2 separate regions of the Sus scrofa genome follow, and region 1 is linked to region 2. The links are chromatin contacts, called in public HiChIP or PLAC-seq maps. All regions are on one chromosome and are shown on one strand. The core of a region is the stretch at or near the end of the contact, and the rest is flanking DNA. Distances in the headings are between cores, read along the strand shown.

What was found. HiChIP or PLAC-seq counts read pairs in DNA pulled down with a chosen protein or histone mark.
Region 1: an H3K27ac HiChIP or PLAC-seq map of skeletal muscle shows a contact between it and region 2. The contact joins two enhancer-like sites. A contact is called at or near these places in 1 of 47 Hi-C or Micro-C datasets (skeletal muscle) and 2 of 2 datasets of contacts at active chromatin or transcription factors (alveolar macrophages and skeletal muscle).

The regions. Positions count from the first base shown.
Region 1 is chr11:47,796,294-47,801,285 of Sscrofa11.1, reverse strand. It overlaps COMMD6 (COMM domain containing 6), which reads left to right. Exons shown (of 4, transcript NM_001267850.1): 4 at 4,508-4,992. The coding sequence ends at 4,558. Among named protein-coding and RNA genes, the nearest start is that of COMMD6, 20 kb to the left of the region's middle. Within about 2 kb of position 3,660, at least 1 of the 83 cell types and tissues checked has an H3K27ac peak or open chromatin away from gene starts, as enhancers often do. A contact at or near this core is called in skeletal muscle, where this site is marked.
Region 2 is chr11:47,599,137-47,604,310 of Sscrofa11.1, reverse strand. It overlaps TBC1D4 (TBC1 domain family member 4), which reads left to right. Exons shown (of 20, transcript XM_021065670.1): 8 at 588-707. Among named protein-coding and RNA genes, the nearest start is that of TBC1D4, 160 kb to the left of the region's middle. Within about 2 kb of position 2,085, at least 6 of the 83 cell types and tissues checked have an H3K27ac peak or open chromatin away from gene starts, as enhancers often do. A contact at or near this core is called in skeletal muscle, where this site is marked.

The DNA of each region.
Region 1 (4,992 bases), core at 2,411-4,910, 200 kb before region 2:
CCTATACCTTGAGTGTGGCCCTAAAAAGCAAAAAAAAAAAGCTGGATTTCCTTCTATTTAAAGGATGGATAGTATTCCGCTATGTATATACACATACCACATTTTATATATCCTTTCCTTTGTCAGCAGACACTCGGGTTGTTTCCATACCTTGGCTATTGTGAGTAACGCTGCATTGAACATGGGAGTGCAGATGTCTTGAGACAGAAATTTTATTTCCTCTTTTTGACAATATGGATGAACTTGGAGGACATGATGCGAAGTAAAATAAGCCAGACACAGAAAGACAAATACAGCCTGATCTCACTTATATGTGGAATCTATAAAAGTGGAATTCATGGTAACATAACGTAGATAGTGTTTATGAGGGCTGGAGGGTAAGGAAAATGAGAAGATTCAAGAGGTACACACTTTCAGTTACAGGATGATAGAGTTCTGGAGACCTGGAGTTCCTGTCTTGGCTCAGTGGTTGGCGAACCTGACTAGCATCCATGAGGTTGCGGGTTTGATCCCTGGCCTCGCTCAGTGGGTTGAGGATCCATCGTTGCCGTGAGCTGTGGTGTAGGTTGCAGACGCGGCTTGGATCCCGAGTTGCTGTGGCTGTGGTGTAAGGCCAGAGGCTACAGCTCCGATTCAACCCCTAGCCTGGGAACCTCCATGTGCTGAGCGTGAGGCCCTAAAAGACAAAAAAGACAAAAAAAAAAAAAAAAATACTTCTGGAGACCTCATGTACATTATGACTATAGGCAATACTGAGGTACTATACACTTGTATTTTGAGGGAACAGTAGATTCACAGGCAGTTCTAAGATATAATAGAGAGATCCCAAGTACTCTTTTCCTTGGTTTCCCAGAATAGTAACACCTTGTGAAACTATGACTGGGGGACAGACATTTCTGCCACCACATGGATCCCTCGTGCTCCCCCATTCTGCTCTGTGATAGCCGCACCCACCGCCCTCCCTCCACCACCTCCTCATTAGCCCCTGGCCACCACTAACCTGTTCTCTATTTCAGCAATTTTGTCATTTCGAGAAGAACGTTATATAAGTAATCATCAGGATGTAACCTCTGGGACTGTTGTTGTTTTTTTTTTTTTTTTTTTTTTTTTTTTTTTGCTTTTTAGGGCTGTACCTGCAGCATGTGGAAGTCCCCAGGCTAGGGGTCAAATCAGAGCTATAGCTGCCAGCCTACACCAGCCTATCCTCAGCAATGTGGGATCCAAGCTGAGTCTGTGACCTACACTCCAGCTCATGGCAACATCGGATCCTTAACCCACTGAGCGAGGCCAGGGATCAAACCTGCATCCTCATGGATACTAGTCAGATTCGTTTCCAATGAGCCACAATGGGAACTCCCTGGGGACTGTTTTTTTTTTTTTTTTTTTTCCACTCAGCATCATTCTCTAGAGATTCCTTTAGGTTGTTGCAGGTGTCAATAGTTCATTCCTTTTATTGCTTAATAGTAATTCCACAGTGTGGATAGACATCGCCTGCCTAACTCTTCACTCAGCAAAGGACATCTGGGTTGTTTCTAGTTTGGGGCTATTACGAATAAAGCTGTTATAAATATATATTTATATATATGTATGTATGTGCAGGTTTCTGTGCACACATAAATTCATGTCATTAGAGATAAATGCTCAAGAATGTAAATGATAGGTCCTATGGTAGTTGCAACATGCTTTTTTTTTTTTCCCCAGAAACTGCCAAGCAGTTTTTCAGAGTGGCTGTGCTATTTCACATTCCCACTGGCAATGTCAGAATAATCCCGTTTTTCCACACTCTTGAAGCATTTGGTCTTGTCACTTTTAAAATAAATCTAGCTATTCTGATAGGTATGCAGTGATATCTCATGGTTTGAATTTATAGTTCCCTAATGGCTAATGATGTTAAACAACTTTTCTTGTGCTTATATGCCTTCTGTATATATTTTATGTAAAAAGCAGACTCAAGAGAGATCATGGACCTAAATGTAAAATGCACAATGAAATTTTGAAAAAGAAACAAAAGAAATGAGGATCAAGGCCTAGGCAAAGAATTCTTTGACTGGACACCAAAAGCTCAGTCTATAAAAGGAAAAATTGAAAATTGGATTTTATCAAAATTAAAAACTTCTACTCTGTAGAAGACCTTGGTAAGAGGATGAAAAGATAAGCTACAGAGTAGGAGAAAATATTTGCCAATGACATCTCTAACAAAGGACTAGTATCTAAAATGTATAAAGAGGAGTTCCCGTCGTGGCGCAGTGGTTAACGAATCCGACTAGGAACCATGAGGTTGCGGGTTCGATCCCTGCCCTTGCTCAGTGGGTTAACGATCCGGCGTTGCCGTGAGCTGTGGTGTAGGTTGCAGACGCGGCTCGGATCCCGCGTTGCTGTGACTCTGGCATAGGCTGGTGGCTGCAGCTCTGATTGGACCCCTAGCCTGGGAACCTCCATATGCCGTGGGAGCGGCCCAAGAAATGCCAAAAAGACAAAAAAAAAAAAATTGGTAAAATGTATAAAGATGTCTCAAAACCTTACAGTAAAAAAAGTAAAAACATAATTCCAAGAAAACAACAACAACAAAAGCAAAAGAAGACCCCTGGCCTGGGACCTTCATATGCCACAAGTGCAGCCCTAAAAATATATATATATATATATGTATTTAAAATTCAGTTACAGGAGTTCCCGTCATGGCCCAGTGGTTAACGAATCCGGCTAGGAACCATGAGGTTGCAGGTTCGATCCCTGGCCTTGCTCAGTGGGTTAAGGATCTGGCGTTGCCGTGAGTTGTGGTGTAGGTCGCAGACGCGGCTCCGATCCCGAGTTGCTGTGGCTGTGGTGTAGGCCAGTGGCTACAGCTCTGATTAGACCCCTAGCCTGGGAACCTCCATGTGCCGGGGGAGTGGCTCTAGAAAAGATAAAAACAAATAAAATAAAATAAAATTCAGTTAGGACATGGGCAAAAGGCGTGAATAAATATTTCACCAAAAATATATATAGATGACATAAAAATGCAAGAAAAGTTGTTTATCATTTCTTTCTTTTAGAACAGATATATCTGCTTTAGAACAAAAAAGGCAGTCAACATTTTAATGCTAAGTGGTATCTTGGAAGAATTAGGACTTGGTCGAAAGGAAATAAAGGTAGCATATGGTGATATATGAGTAGCTTTCAACTGAATGTAGGGACAAAATCCACTTCAAAAAGGAATATAGGGAGTTTCCGTTGTAGCTCAGCAGTAATGAACCCAACTAGTATCCATGAGTATGTGGGTTCAATCCCTGGCCTTGCTCAGTGGGTTAAGGATCTGGCGTGGCTGTGAGCTGTGTAGGTTGCAGGCGTGGCTCAGATCCTGCGTTACAGTGACTGTGGCGTAGGCTGGCGGCTGCAGTTCCGGTTTGACCCCTAGCCTGGGAACCTTCATATGCCTCAGGTGTGGTCCTAAAAAAAAGCAAAAATAAACCAAAAAAACAAAAAAAGGAATATGGTTTCAGTCCTTTCGTAATTCATAATCCCACTCTAATTCTTATTTTTCTTGCAGCATTTGTGCTTCCCGATTCCACTTCTAATTTTTTTCTTTTTTTTTCTCACTGGGGAAAAAAAAAATCACAAATGAGGCTACTTTTTTAAAGGTAGTTTTTATGTGGCTAAAGCTAACCAGGCAAACAGAGCCTGTTAGTCACATTACAGGACTGAGAGCCAAGGAACATTCTTTGAGCTTTTAATTTATATCTTTCTAGTACCTGAAGTTATGATCATCAGTATCTATTTTTAAGGAAATAATAACTTTCTCCTTCACCTCATAACAGATTTACATAAACATTAAAACAAAAGACAGATACTCTTTTAAGTAGCAATTTATAGAATTAAGTCCAGATGAGAAGGAAAAACAAGGATGTAAATAAATCATGAGATGGTATCAAATTCGCCTTCTACTACTTCTTGGCAGATAGAGGAGAAGAAAGGAAAACAGAATTTGTTCGATCCCTCTTTTATCTGAGGCTTCAAAAAGCGTGACTTCTGTAGGAGAACCACCATGGTAGCTTAGTTTTTAAATAAAACAGAAATAAAGCTTCTATCATATAAGTGATTGTTGGTGTTGGGTCTCTCTTACTGTAATTGACAGGACAGCCCCTATCACCCTGAAATGCCATCTTTCACTAAATTAAAAGTGGTTCAAAGTCTAGGAACCATTCTATCATTTTTAAAAATCTTCATTGTCTAGAACAGTGCTGGGTATTTAATAAATCTTTCTGGTGTGATCTCAGAGAACTTTGTTGGGTGCTTTTAAAACATTTAGTCCTGAGCCAGTTACCCAACTCTATAGTAGTATTTTTGCTTGCACCAAATTGCACCTGTTTTTTTCTTATGTAACCTTCCAATAATGATAGCTGAGGGTATAACATTAAAATTCAAACTTAGTATGTTATAGAGCTTCTGTTGGTCAGCTGTAATTAAAAGAGTGATATAAATAGCCTCTAAAAAAGCAAAATTAATGTTATTTTTTCCCCTTTCTCTCCAGAATTTCTACAGACAGTTCAAGGAAATTGCTGCAATTATGGAAACTGTGTGAAAGCTAATTACTTGGTTGATGAATTGCTACCATTCTAAAATCATGGACTTCACTTTCTGCAACCACACTGCCTAAGGATCAAATGATATTTATTGAATGAAAGTTACACTTTTGGTTTTCCATTTTTTTAAATAATCAAAATCAGACAAACAGGAATTACAAAGTTGTGATTGATGCACAACTTTGTGAATGTACCAAGAGCCACTGAAACCGAACACTTTAAAGGGTAAACTTTGTGGTATGTGAATTATATTTTTAAATCATACAGTGGAATGATATTAAAAGCAACACAAATTTATGTATTAGGCCAATAGTTTTAAAAATTACAGGTAATGTTACCCTTTATAAATAAAACCTTATATAGAGTCCTTTATATATAGTCTTATAAAGTATCTATAAATGACAAAAGTAGTGTTTGATTAGGGTAACATTAC
Region 2 (5,174 bases), core at 836-3,335:
AACGAACCAGGGAATATACATATGTACATAGTGGCTTCTTATCTCTATATGAAATAAAATGTTTAGAGAACCAAATAGAGTGGATACACTGTAGATTCTCATGCAGTCTAGTACTATTGGTGAATATTTGTTGAAAAGATAAATGACCCACTCACACATGAAAATGGAATTACAACAAAGGCATTAGAAGAATCCGGCTTTACTAGAAGATACTTTGTTCTTTGAAACCTATTTCTTGTTTTTCCTGCTAATTTGGACATACAGGCAACTTGGAAAGGGATGGTTATCGTTGTTAATCAGAATGACAGCCATAAACATTGACATCTCAAGATTAATTTTTGTTAAACACAGGAGGAATGTCTTAGCAGAAAGGTCTTATTTCTGTCTTTTTATTACTTACAATATTAATAATTGAACCCCTTTTCCATATAATTTTTATGTTCACATTGTGAATCCCAACTTCTTACTTCCTAACAGAGCTAGAGAAGAATTCCTGTGCTTTTTAATGACCTATCATAAGCCTGTCTTTAAAGCTTCATTTAACCTTGGGTATTTCCAAACGAAAATTGATGTGTTTCTTTCTCTAGACTATTTCCAGTAGTACAATCCCGGAAAATTCGACGAGCAGTGGAAGGTTCAAACTTGACATCCTGAAAAATAAAGCTAAGAGATCCTTAACTAGCTCCCTGGAAAACATCTTCTCAAGGGTAAGATCAAACTGAGGCTCTTGTCTGTGTTTTCTGACTACTTTGCTTCATTCTCAACTGGCTCACAGCACATTTTCTTAGGAAAAAAACCTTAAGATTAATTTAGTTAGCCCTTATTTAAAATAATCTCTGAAAATTTAGTTTCATTCGCAGCTCTAGCTTTATTTTGGTGCCTCTGATATCTGTCTTTGAGCAGTAGAGATTTAGTAGCAGAGATATATGTATAGAAAAGGAGAAATAGAACATTGATGCCCAGTCCTGAGACCTTTTTATCTTTTGCCACATTTTATTTTGTGTTGTTTCTTTTTCTTTCTTTCTTTCTTTCTTTTTTTTTTTTTTGCTTTTTATGGATGCATGTGTGGCATATGGGAGTTCTCAGGCTAGGGGTCGAATCAGAGCTACAGCTGCTGACCTATGGCACAGCCACAGCAACGCAGGATCCGAGGTGCGTCTGTGACCTACCCCACAACTCATGGCAAGGCCAGATCCCCAACCCACTGAGCAGGCCAGGGATCAAATCCACATCCTCATGGATACTAGTCGGATTCATTTCTGCTGCGCCACAATGGGAACGTCCAGTTTGCCACATTTTGAAGTTATAAAGAAACCCCTCTTTAGCTCATTCTCAGAAAGCTGATAGGGAAGGCTGAAAATAGTGAGTATAAGTTCATAGAAATGTATGTGTTCCATTTAGTGAATTTATATATTCTGTTTAGAAATAAGCCAAGTGATTTCTCTTCCTCTCCTTCCTGAACAGTTCACTCCGAAAGCTATTGGACAAGATGCTGGTGTCTTGACCTTGGGTCTGTGAGGCAGGCAGCCACAGTGGCTCAGTGCAGGAAGACAGAGGCTGTATGGGTGCTGGGGCAGATGGTTCTGTGCAGTGAGTGGAAACCAGAGCTGGTGATAAGGGCATCAGACTGTGGGGGGTGGGGATGCCCCCATGCAGGGTGTCAGAGCCAGGGTGGAGGGGAGAAAGCCTTCAGGGCGCCCAGGACAAGGAATTGCCTATGTTGTCCATGTCTGGGAGACTGTTTCTGTTTTGTAAATGCATTCATTTGTATCCTTTTTTCATATGATACCAGGCATATGGAGAATCTAAAAAAAATGATACAAATGAGCTTAGTTACCTTTCCTCACTCATGGTTTCCCCACCTGTGAAATGGGCGTCCTCCTACCTGTGTCAGTCACATTCTGGTGCAAAGGAGGTGTCAGAATGTTAGGAAAAGAGCCCACCGTAGATATGAAGTGGGACACAGAGCAGTGGGAAGCTCCGAAACCTCTGTCACTTCCAAAATGCCACAAGGGTATTGAGAGCGTTACGCTCTTGATCCCCGCTGAGGACCTTGGCTCGCTGCTCCGTATGTGCGCGGCAGACTTTGAAGTGCCGCTTGCAGAGCCTTGAACGGCTGTCATGACTTTTCAGCAAGGGCACAGCCAGTCTGTTTCGGTCAAGGTGGATACTGTAGCTTTTGTGTCCCAGTGTGCTGCCAACTACCATCAATTATGTGACCTAACAAGGTCTCGCTTACACCATACACCGCAGCATGGACTTGTGGGGAAGGCTGGCACGTACCCATGTTGTATCGAAGGTTATATAGGAAAGAGGTTTTGTGGACTTCTGAAACTTGTCTGTTTATTTATTTTTTTTTCTTTCTGAGTGAGATGGTAGAAAACTGACACTCCAGGCATGGTGTTTGGCTCCCAGTTGCTGCTATTTTTAAATGTCAGCATATTTTATTTAACTAACTATAGTTGTTTATGAAATAGGATATGTTTTTAAGATGCCTTAGCGCTCAGCTCAATAATAATTCAAAAGTGGGTCCAAAGGAAAAGACTCGACACCCACATTACCACGTTATAATAGCTAAAACTGAAACACTGTGTGTTCAGAGGTGCAAAGACAGGCTCTTGTATTGTTTGTCGGTTGCCTCTGCTTAAACTGATGTTTTCCAAAAGAAGACTGTTTACTAGTATATGCATATATTCCTGAAAGAGAAATATTTACTAATAGAAAGTGTGAGTCATTGGAAAACTGTCCTCATTTCATGGTTTCTTCGGAGTGAGAGCCATTGTCCTCACTTGCTGATGAATTAATTGGGGGAGGGTAGAGTATCATTTTCAAGTTCATTTATTTTTCTTTGTGTGTAAGGAAAACTCATGGATAAAACACTTCCTATGGTGAGACTGCTTATGGCACAGAGAGCAGAGAGAGGTCTTGTTGTCTGTGGGCACCTTGGGGACAGAAGGCAGAGATGGATGAGCCATCCTGGGAGCCCGCAAGCAGGGCTGGTGAGGGAGGCGGCTGCAGAGGAGACAAAGAACTGATGGAAGGGGAGAGAGCCGTTGTTTTCATTGTGATTGAATCCGGAGGGAAAGAATGAGATATTTCCTCTTAGCACATCTTTCTGTTGGCTCCCTTCCCGTCTCCTTCTCTTTTGCCCAAGCAGACTCTGGGCACAGATGACCTCCCCATCTGTCTGAATCTGGGAATCAGTGGGCAGTCTGGGAAGCCCAAGGAGAAACCCTCGGGAACTCCTGTTCCCCCAGCTGCCCCTGGATGGGATTCCATCCAGCCCTAGGATGGATCAGATCAGAACATAGGGCAAGGCTGCCATGTGGCCTGGGCAGCATCCAGGGCTAGAACTTGTCCTTGCTTTCCTGCTTGCAAATTACAAAATAATAATAACTGGAGTTCCCCGATGGCTTAGCAGCTGAGGATCTGGCATTATTACTGCTGTGGCTCTGGTCACTGCTTTGGTGTGGGTTCTTTCCCTGGCCTGGGAACTTCCTCATGCTGCAGTCAGAGCCAATAATAATAATAATGATAACAACTAAGAAGTAGGAAAGAGTGAGAATGACTACTCAACATTCCCCATAACCCCTGGGGTAATTCATTTTTGCTGGGTGTTTTGTTGTCGTCAGTGTAAATATATTCTGGATATATGTTATATATGTATCTTTTGGGTTTGTTGAACATATGCATTCTCAGAAATGAAAAAAAAAAAACACTCCTATGAGTAAAATGTGTGATTTATGTTGTTTTTCTTTTTCTTTCTTTCTTTTTTTTTTTAGGGCTGCACCTGTGGCATGTGAAAATTCCCAGGCTAGGGGTTGAAACAGAGCTACAGCCTCCAGCCTATACCACAGCCACAGCAGTGCGGGATCCGAGCTGCATCTGTGACCTACACCACAGCTCATGGCAATGCTGGATCCCCAACCCACTGAGCGAGGCCAGGGATTGAACCTGCATCCTCACGGATACTAGTCGGATTCGTTTCCGCTGCACCAGTACAGGACTCCCTTGTTTTTCAAATAATGGAAATGATTTGATACCCACCTGACTGCATTCTCTATGAATAACCTATTTGAGATAACCAGGCAGGTTGGTTGTTCAGTAGCAGCAAAAAAAGTAGAAAGCAACATGGCCTGTTTTTCTTGACCACACATATGAACCCAGTAATTTATCAGCCACATGAATAGTTTATTTTTGGAAGTATTTCATGTCACTGAATAGAACTAACGAACTGATAGAACCTACATCAAGTTCTAGGACATTTGCAAAATAACTCTTAACCAATGTAGGCTAATTGTTGTTTTTGTAATGGTATTTTCACAAAGCTCTGTGTCTTCAGGAAGTAGTATTGAGTAATAGTTCAAGAGGTTCATTTTAAAGTTGTGCTCCCTGAATTCAAATTGCTGTTCTGCCCTTTAACTGTGTAAACATTGGCAACCTACTTCTCTGTACAGGCACACTGAATAAATATGCTTACTTCATTAGAATTGTTGTGGAGATTAAATTAGGTAATACATGGTAAAATACTTAACATAGTACATGGCATATGCTAAGTATTCAGTAATGTTAGAAGCAGCTCTCTTTTATAATTGATGTAGTTATTTAGGGAGCCACCAGGGATAGAAAACTATAATTAATATACACATATTAGAATAAATATTGTTTCTATGAAACAAGATAGGATATCATAAATATAAAAGAGTCAATTGAGGAGTTCCCTCTGGCTCAGCGGAAATGAATCCGACTAGGAACCATGAGGTTGCAGGTCCGATCCCCGACCTCTCTCAGTGTGTTAAGGATCTGGTGTTGCCATGGGCTGTGGTGTAGATTGCAGGCACGGCTCGGATCCAGCGTTGCTGTGGCTGTGGCCTAGGCCGGTAGCTGCAGCTCCAATTCGACCCCTGGCCTGGCAACCTCCATATGCCACAGGTGCGGCCCTAAAAAGACAAAAAAACAAAAATAAAAAACAAATGAAAGAAATAGGTGTGAAATGTTACTATTTGACAAAGTAGTACAAGTTTTAAGATTAAACATATTTCTTAAAAAAAAAAAAGTCAATTGCAAATGGGAAAGAACTCTTAAAATTTTCTGATTGTGGACCTCAAATGAAAAATTCAGTAGAAGGCTAGGAAAGCAAGAGTTTGAAAAAAATTGTCCAGAAAGTAAAGCAA